Linked DNA regions of Hordeum vulgare: region 1 is linked to region 2. A link is a contact called in public Hi-C data. All regions are on one chromosome and are shown on one strand. Each heading gives the region's core, a stretch centred on a gene start, on an enhancer-like site or on the middle of the called end of the contact. The rest is flanking DNA. Distances are from core to core; before and after follow the strand shown.

The links. A called contact is a pair of places that touch in the nucleus more often than the background predicts.
Region 1: a Hi-C map of seedling shows a contact between it and region 2, with 4 times the contacts expected there. The contact joins the promoter of LOC123424383 here to the promoter of LOC123424372 in region 2. A contact is called at or near these places in 4 of 6 Hi-C or Micro-C datasets (leaf and seedling) and 1 of 1 datasets of contacts at active chromatin or transcription factors (embryo).

The regions. Positions count from the first base shown.
Region 1 is chr1H:64,834,699-64,839,585 of MorexV3_pseudomolecules_assembly, reverse strand. It overlaps LOC123424383 (phosphoglycerate mutase-like protein AT74H), which reads right to left and starts at 1,708. Exons shown (of 3, transcript XM_045107993.1): 1 at 1,568-1,708.
Region 2 is chr1H:64,396,535-64,401,613 of MorexV3_pseudomolecules_assembly, reverse strand. LOC123424372 (putative E3 ubiquitin-protein ligase RF298) reads left to right here and starts at 3,768. Exons shown (of 4, transcript XM_045107978.1): 1 at 3,768-3,986; 2 at 4,163-4,193; 3 at 4,300-5,079. The coding sequence starts at 4,317.

The DNA.
Region 1 (4,887 bases), core at 459-2,958, 440 kb before region 2:
ATTTAAAAAGAAAACAAAAAACCATGTTGATAACCTTCCAAATTATTTGAAAAAGTCCAGCATGATATACATGGATTTCGAGTCGCTCCACTAGTCGTCGACTAATCGATGAGTCGCAACAAGAAGGTCACCTCAACTTAGTGTCGACTCGAAAAGCGAGTCGCGACTAGTCGTCAACTAGTCGATGAGTCGCAACAAGAAGGTCACCTCAACTTAGTGTCGACTCGAAAAGCGAGTCGTGACTAGTCGCAACTACAGGCTTGACTCTTTCCGAGTCGCTACCCCTGACCGACTCGCATGAGTTGCGACTCGAAAACCTTGATGATATATATGTGGCCTCCATATCTACAAATTTCACTGAAAATATTTTAAACCGTTCCTATACAAAAAATATAAATGTGGGAATATGTGATATTCTCGTCATTCCATAATATCTTGTGTGTATATTTCTTGAAAATTGAAATATTGTAGAGTTTGACCATGTTTATTGAGAAAAATATCAACATAGAAAATACCAAATAAGTACAACACAAAACTACACCACATGATGTACCTAATGATATTTATTTGATATTGTAGATGCACATATTCATACAAACTTGTTCAAAGTTTACGAAGTTTGATTTTTTAAATATCTATGTGCACTGCATTATGAAACGGAGGGTGTAGCAAATAGTACAAATAATATTTCAATTTACAGGCATGTGTGAGCATCTACACGTGAAAACAAAATCAGAATTTTTTAAGCTCCAAACTGTGTTTACCGATTTTTCATATCGAAAAACCAGGTTGAGAGCCCCGGATCCAATTTTTGTTTCCTTAGGTGAGTATGGCTATTGAGAAATGTTATCATTCATGGCGATAAAGGGACAACGTTGTTTTCCTTTGTGGAGGACAGAGTTGGTAAGGTGTCCTTTTCAAAACACTTACATGTCAATTCCAACTATGCTAGCGACACAAAAAGAGGTAGTTGCCAGGTGACAAGAAGTGGAAAACTGAGGCATCCATATTCCCCTTAAAAAGGCAATGCGTGCCTATGCTTACATCTCTGCCGCACCTACCACCAATTCAGCAATGTGATATTGCAAACTCAGCAACATTTCCCTATCAATAATCTGAAGCGTAGCCCAACCTAGCCATGCATTCCAAATCCTTAATCTGCGAGTTGAAACCCCTCGACGAACTACACCATCAGATCCGCTCAGGGGGGGGGGGGGGGGGGGGGGGGGGGTGGGGGGGCAAACCAGCACCAGCTCTGCAATCCCGCATCGTCATCCGATCCCCTGCTCAACGGGACCCCATTTCCCACCTCCCGTCCAATCAAATCCGTTCCGGCTGGAGGGCAAACGACAAGGAGGACAACGAATTCCATTCCAATCAGGAATCGAGCCCTCGAACAAACCAGCACCAGCGAACCAGACTGAAACGCACGGGTCGACCAAGCGGGCTATAGCGCGAGGCAGAGGACCGCCGGACAATTCCGCCACGAAATCGCGGGTTTCGCCCGAGCCATGCATAAATCGGAACATCTAGAGAGAGAGAGAGGAAGGGCTCGCGTCGCACGTACCTCGTGGCCGCGGCGTGGTCTGGCGGCTCCTTCGTCGCGCGGAGGAGAGGGAGGAGAGGCGCCCCTGCTCGTGAGAGGTCCAGAAAGGCGGAAGAGAGAGACGGGGGGAGGGGGTGTTTGAACAAGAATTGAAGTGCATTGTTTTTCTCTCTCTCTCTCTCTGCTTTTAAACCGTCTGGCTGGCGGGTGGGGTGGGTGGAGCACTGTGCGTTGGGCCGCGCGAGTAGAAACAAAGACTTTTTCTTCGGGGTAGGCAGAGGGAGATCGCCTTCTCGATGTCATGTGGGCCCGCCACGGGGCGCCGGATCTCTGTGGGTGCGGGGTAGGTGGTTTCCGTCCCCACGGGACGGCTCCGATCTTCCATCTCCATGGTCTGCATTTTCGAAGCTCTATTTTAAACCGGACATCGTATTTGTCGGCGTACAGAGGGATTAGTTTGTCGACACAGATGCAGGAGCACGTTATTTAAAGGGAATCGTTTCCCACCGCGCGCGGGCCGAAACGACGCGCCGGTCGCTCCTTCGTGCGCGCGGCTCTTGCAACATTTTTCTCACCCGCGCGTTTTTCTGGTCAATGGATGCAACATTTTTCGTCTAAATATGTTGCAACCAGCGTTATTTTTGCTGAAAGCGTTTTTTACTATATTTTGTTTTAATAAAAAAGTTGCATATACATTTGGTTGCAACTTTAGTTCGTCGGATTTTTTTGTTACAATCGATGTTTTTTACTTTTTGCTACAACCTGTTAATTTTTGCTACAACCGGCATCATGTTTTGCTGCAACCGTTCACTAAAAAGTTGCATACACGTTACGTAAATTTTTGTTACAACCGGCGTTTGACTTTTGCTACCACGTACCATCAGCTTTTTTTTTTGCTACGATCACGTAGATATTTTTTTTTCCTATAAATTTTGTTTTTTGTTGCAACCGTTGAAAAATTGCTGCACAGCATCAAAATTTTGCTGCATAGGAGGAAAATGTTGCATGCTGATCCAACGGTGCGGACGACGAGGGGTTGGTGGATACTGCGGCCCGCGCGCGGCCGGCCGAAAATCTGGGGCCGGCGCGCCGGCGCAGATCACTCCCCTTATTTAAAATTGTCCACGTACGTTTGCTTACACAATCAAGTGCCGGTTTGCCGCGTTCTTTTTCTATCGGCCAGGTGACTAGAAACCTTAGGCCGCGTTCGGATTTTCTCCGCTCCACGACTCTACGTCGGAGCGGAGCGGTATCCAGTTACATTTTGTGGAACTGCTCAAAGTGCGCTTTGTTTCACGAAGCATTGCCGAACAGGCATTTAGTCGTCGTTAGAAGAGTCCCTTCACCTCTTTCCTTCGGCGAGGTGTTTGCTCCAACGCCAGTCCGAAGCTTGGGAGATAGTCCAGGAGCGGATGCAGATTATGGTGTGCATTGACGACATCTGAAGATCGATGGCGTGTTCGGGGTGTTGCCCTGGTCTGATTCGTTCAATGTCAATGACTTTAATTTTGATGAGCCACCTTGGATGTCCGCAAAGCTGCATGTCAACAATGGAGCCGCGTCAAAATAGGGTGAGAAGGTGATCTGTCATTTTTTTCTTTAATGAATGTTGTGGTGGTGCCGGAAGCAGGTGACAGGCTCAGCAATGTTCTGCTATCTTTTTGATTTTGGTAATGTCAGTCTTTATGTGACTTGTACTTTGTTTTTTATCATATGAATGAGACACGTATTATCATGCAAAAAAACATACGTTTGATTACAATTTAAAAGAATTTCAACAAAAATAAATAAAGTTCATGCATATTTTGTTGGGGAGGGTTGCATGGAAAAAAAATATACGCACACGAAGATCTATCATGGTGATGATCATCTACGAGAGGGAGATCGGATCCACATACCCTTGTAGATCGCTAAGCGGGAAGCGTTAAGAAATGCGGTTGATGTAGGGGAACGTCTTCGCGATCCAAATCGACGCCGTCCCACGATCCGTCCCGATCTAGCGCAGAACGGACGGCACCTCCGCGTTCAGCACACGTACAGCAAGACGGCGATCTCTGACTTCTTGATCCAGCAAGAGGGGGCGGAGAGGTAGATGAGTTCTCCGGCAGCGCGACGGCGTGACGGCGATGGTGGTGGAGCTAGTCCAGCAGGGCTTCGCCTAAGCACCGCTGAAAACTAGACTAGAGGAGAAACGGATCTAGAGAGAGGGCAGCACGTGGTTGATTATTGTGTCTCAAAAACCCTCAAAACCTCTAGTATATATAGGAGGAAAGGAGAGAAGGCTGCCTTGGCCCCTACTCCAAGAAGAGGGATCGGCCGAACCAAAGGAGGAGTCCACCTCCTTGTGGGAAGGTGGACTACTTTGGGAGGACTCCTCCTTTTCCTTCCTTTTAAAAGTTCTTTGCCTTTTATCTCTTCTCCTAGCCGCATGGGCCCTTGAGAGAGGCCTTGGCCAGCCCACTAGGGGCTGGTCCACCTCTTCTCACAGCCCAGAAGGCTCTTGGATCGTCACACCCCTTCCGATGGTCTCCGGGCACCCTCTCGGCACTCCCGGTACACTACCGATGAGCCTGAAACTTTTCCGGTGACCAAAACAGGACTTCCTATATATCAATCTTTACCTCCAGACCATTCCGGAGCTCCTCGTGACAACCTTCGGTCACCAACACCTATAACTCAACTATACCGAAACATCATTGAACCTTAAGTGTGCTGACCATGCGAGTTCGGGAACTATGCAGACGTGACCGAGACACTCTCCGGTCAATATCAATAGTGGGACCTGAACGTCCATATTGTATCCTACAGATTCTACGAAGATATTATCGGTTGAACCTCCATGTCAAGGATTCACACAATCCTATATATCAGTCCCTTTGTCCTTCGGTATGTTACTTGCCCGAGATTCGATCGTCGGTATCTACATACCTATTTCAATCTCGTTACCGGCAAGTCTCTTTACTCGTACCGTAATACAAAATCTCGTGGCTAACTCTTTAGTCACATTGCTTGCAAGGCTTGTTTGTGATGTTGTATTACCGAGTGGGCCCCAAGATACCTCTCCATCACACGAAGTGACAAATCTGAGTGTTGATCCACGCTAACTCAACGGACACCTTCGGAGATACCTGTAGAGCACCTTTATAGTCACCCAGTAACATTGCGACGTTTGATACACACAAGGCATTCCTTCGGTGTCAGTTCGTTACATGATCTCATGGTCATAGGAATGTATACTTAACAAGCAGAAAACAATAGCAACAAAATGACACGATCATATGCTACGTTTACAGTTTGGGTCTTGTCCATCACATCATTCTCCTAATGATGTCATCCCGTCA
Region 2 (5,079 bases), core at 2,519-5,018:
CATCTCGTGGTGGAGACGGTGGTGCCCAAAAAGCACCTCGTTGGTTGTGGCGAGCACGCCGAGGTGGTGCAGTGTTGTAGCTATGGGCATCATTGGAGTAGATGTGGATGTGCTCTCCATGCCCCTCCTCGAGGTGGCATTGGCCCTTATGTTCGAGGAGTTTGTCGATGTTGACCCCATGTAGCAAGCCTGTCTCGACGGGGTTCCTTGGTGAGGGAGTCGATTCTTCGACAAAGGTTGGTCTCCACACCCCATATGTGCCTCCGCACCTTGTTCAAATACGCACGTGTATCCTCCAATGCCAACACATAGGCAGGCTGTAACCTAGGATCGTACACGAGAAGTGGCACTTCCTCCTCCATGAGCCGCCCACCTCCATGCGTACCATCGACACTGCTGGACCTCCTCGAACCCATGGAAGCTTCTGAAGAACAAAATCAACAAGAGAGAAAATAGCACCGTGAACAACGTAAAGCTCGAATGCCAAGATGATGCGGGATGACATTGGAAATAGCCTTTCACGATGCCAAACAACTCACAAGCAGCATCAACTTTCTCTCTCAAGGTGGCTAAGAACAACAAGAAACACTCTCCAATGAATTGCAGTAGATATCTATCTTGGTTTACAAGAATGCAACCCAAAACATGAAACTTGTGAATCTAGATAGAATCACAAGAGGGAACCACAAGGATCCTATATGAATTGAGGACACACCCTCCAATCCACACACACGAGCTAACACTCAATAATACCAGTGCTCTCAACACAACACAACCTTACCGGGTTGTCTACAAACATAAACTCTGAAATTTCACCCCCCCCCCTTCACATGGAACAACTGGGATTACTTATACTAGAAGCATCTACTAATAAGGTGTGAAAACACGTCAAAATGAAGGCTAAATTCATGATCCCCAAGCTGTAGCACGAGCAAACTCGTTGAGCCTCGTGTTGTAATTAATTTCCGAATAGCTTGCATTGAAACTTGCACAACTTTTGACTCAAGACCTCGAATGATGCATCATTTTTGTTTGAATGAAATCTAACTTCAACCTCCATGTTATGCATCCCCTAAAACGCGATAGACCCTTCCAAAATGAATTAGGTTTAGGTGGGAAGTTGCAGCTGGAAAACTGATGTGGAATTTCCTCCAAAATAGGCAACGGAAGCTTCCGAACATAGATAATGGTTTCCCCCTGTCTTCCTTTGGCCGATATATTGGTTTAACATTTGTACTAGCATGAACCTCACTCTTTGATGCATCGGTCATGATCTGGTCCACAACACCCTAGAAGGTCGGCATGAACTAATCTTGTCACGTGTAAAGTGCTAACCAAACATAAACTCCTCACCACGTGGCATCACAGCCAATCTGGCCATTGATCGTTCCAACTTAACTATTGCGACTTTTGACCGACCGTCTATAATCGAACATATTAGCCCATGCAGAACCTATGTTGTCCCACTGACCATGCAAAAATAACATATCAAACCCTAGATGGCATCGCCGACCCCTCTCACCACACTCATGTTAATTTAATGCTAGTCTCACCATAGCTCATGCCTATCAACTTAACCAACTTCCCACCTAACTGTAAATAGTCGGGGAGGGAAGGGTAAATACTATTTACGATAATCATATGCATACCAGAACACATCTAATCTGTAGGGTCAAAATCATAGTCTTGATATATTGCTATACAACAACTTTTTGCGCCATTTTTTGGTGCAGAACACCAACAACATTGAGTGAAACAATATATGAGAGGAAAATTGTGTGATGTCAATGATAGATATGCTTACAAAGGTTGTATAGATTGAAAATGCTATTTATTTACACATCCATAACAACATAAATAAGCATTGTATTCCATGTGAAAATTGTGTTAACAACAACTTGAGAGGTATATTAGCCTCTTACCATAAACAAAAGCAAACCATCTTTTTTGGTGCACCATGACTACTCGTACAAGATTATTTTTCTATATATCTGTAGGAATATATGTTTGGAGAGATTGTATGGATATATAATGCTATCTTGGCCACAATTTGTTACTGGAACCATAAAAGGAAGCTATTGTATTCTAATTGGAAACACTCCATCAACGGCTGTAAATATTTGTACTCATTTATGAGGTTACATGGATACAAAATTCTATATAGACCGCAATTTTTTTGCTCTAGAGCAATAAAAGGAAAATATATAATTCTAAGTGGAAACGCTCCATCAACAGTTGTAAAGATTTGTACTTATTTATTTCTCTCCTTTATTACGTATACTAACTTTATGGTACCGCCTTATAGATGATGACGTGTATTCAACAATGCAAGACTCGCACGGCCAACCAAATAGCCAAGGTGTCAGCTTACGTGGCCATACCATTTTCTAAGTTTCAACATAAACACACTATATCTTGATCCATATGTCTGTAGGAATATATGTTTGGAGAGATCGTATGGATATATAATGCTATCTTGGGCACAATTTGTTACTTGGAGCCATAAAAGGAAGCTATTGAATTCTAATTGGAAACACTCCATCAACGGCTGTAAAGATTTGTACCCATTTATGAGATTACATGGATACAAAATTCTATCTAGACCGCAATTTATTGCTCTAGAGCAATAAAAGAAAAATATTTAATTCTAAGTGGAAACGCTCCGCCAACAGCTGTAAAGATTTGTACTCATTTATTTCTCTCCTTTATTACGTATACTAACTTTATGGTACCACCTTATAGATGATGACGTGTATTCAACAATGAAAGACTGGCATGGCCAACCAAATAGCCAAGGTGTCAGCTTACGTGGCCATACCATTTTCTAGCTTTCAATATGAACACACTATATCTTGATCTACATTTTGATATTGATGTTTTTGATAGTGATGGGCATAACACTAGTGGAACTTATGAGTTGGTTAGCCTACAAACTTAACTATAGTTGCTAAATTAATCCATCCTAAAAAAGGCAACTAACGTTCTTTTACAGTAAACACTGAGTAAAAATCGTATGAAATGGGAGAAATCCTATGGTCCCTGTTCCGGTTAGGAGAATGGAGGACATCACCTATGTTGCCATCATGGTTTATAGGAGAACATACACTCATATCAATAAAATCCTTGTGCTCGGTAAGAAGTGAGTTACATTCTCCCGCCAGGGCATGCAACCGTTACTCTTAGCCGTTGCACACACCGTCGCGCCATAAATCATAAGTCTTGATCCTCACGGAATCACAAAAAAATATAGAGAGAATCTTAGACGTCTGGACCAATCTCGCACGTGCGCACCAGCCAAACATAACCTACACATCTGGTGTCCCACTTTCGAGCCAATCCAAACATTGACGGTTTATAATAAAACGTTTCACCTACCGACCGACCGACCTACTATAATCAAACCGATTAGACCATGCAGAACCCGTCGTTCTCCCGCCAAACCATGCAACCGCCTCAACAAACCCTAAACGTCGTCGCCGACCACTCTCACTGCACTCACGTCAATCAACCCATCTTCACATCTAAAACACCTGAAACCCTGAGCAGTCGGTTCGCCACATCAGCCGCCCATGATTGAAACCATCTTCACATCTCAAACACCTGAAACCCTCAGCAGTCGGTTCGCCACATCAGCCGTCCGCTCTCCATGTCAGCCCTGGATCATGGTAGTTCCACATAGGACATCACCTAGGTGGTGAGCATGTAGGTGGCAATGTGGCATCCTTCCTGCAAAAAAGAAGAAAACTGAAGGGGGGAAATGTTGGTGGCCAAGGAAGAAGGGTGAATGGCGTGACTCCTCCCTCGTCAGGCGCTCTACGGTTCTTACCCCCAAGAGGTTCAGACGCCTCCTCCCCCTTCTTCTAATCTCCTCCTCCTTCCTCCCCTCCCACCTCCTCTATATACACCATACATACACCGTAGTCCTCCCTTCTCCACTCCTCTGATCACCAGCCGCCGCCCGCCTCGGCCCCCGCCGATCCAACCCGGTACGCGCCTCGATCCGTCCGCCCAATCTCGGCTCCGGCCGCGCCCGATCGGATCAAGGATTTCGCCCCCGCCCCATCTCTGATCCTATAGGACTAGCGACGCACGAGTAAATATTGGGTTCCTGATTCGTTGAAGCTTCCGGAATCTCACAGTATTTTTCTCCGATTTTTTCCAGGGTTCTCCTTGATTCGGCGCCCAGGAACAAGGTCAGTCTAATCCTTCCCGTCCGTGGAGAATTTTCCTACGTTTTTTTCGCTGTTTAGAGATTTTCTGGTGCCGTTTCTGTTGGTGAATTACTTGATTTCTGTACAGAAGGAGCGGCCTTTCTGATGTCTAGCGTCGCGACCCAGGAGGCGGCGTCGGGGTCGACCGTGCAGGAGAAGGCAGGCAGCAGGAACAAGCGCAAGTTCCGCGCCGAACCACCGTCCGGCGAGCTGGGCCCCTTCGGGCTGGAGTACCCGCTGACGACGGACTGCGTGGGGTTTGAGTTTATGTCGCCCGAGAAGGCTGCCATGGCGGCGGCCGCCGCTGCTGCTGAGGGTGTCAATCTAGACTTCATCCCGAGCACCTGTGATGCCTGCAAAGCCGTCCACGCCACAGCGGAGGAGCTATTAGAGTGTCAGCGATATGTGAATTGGAGTGACCCAAATGAGGCACAGCTGGAGGAGATCCTTCTCAAGAGTCTGGATACAACCTTCGACAATGCTGTCAGTGTGATCACCACAATGGGCTACTCAGAGGCTGCAGCAAGGGCTGCCGTCGTGAGGGCAGCCGCACAGTACAGCTGGAGGGAGAGCCTTGCTGGGTTCAGTGAAGCCGCGGTCGAAGTGCTCAAGACCGAGGGGGACATGTTACCCAGGGATGGCTCCTCCCTTGAGGACATGAGGAAGATTGAGCAGGTTGTGCTTGCTAGCCTGGTTGCGGTGGTCAATGAGGCCCAGCCGTTCTACACCACAGGCGATGTGATGTTTTGCTTGCTCATGTCAGATATGAATGTAGCCCATGCCTGTGCCATGGACTATAGCGCTGCTCCTCTTCCGGCCGTGGGTGCTCAAGTGATTGCACAGCCAGTTGCAGGGAACTATGAACCAA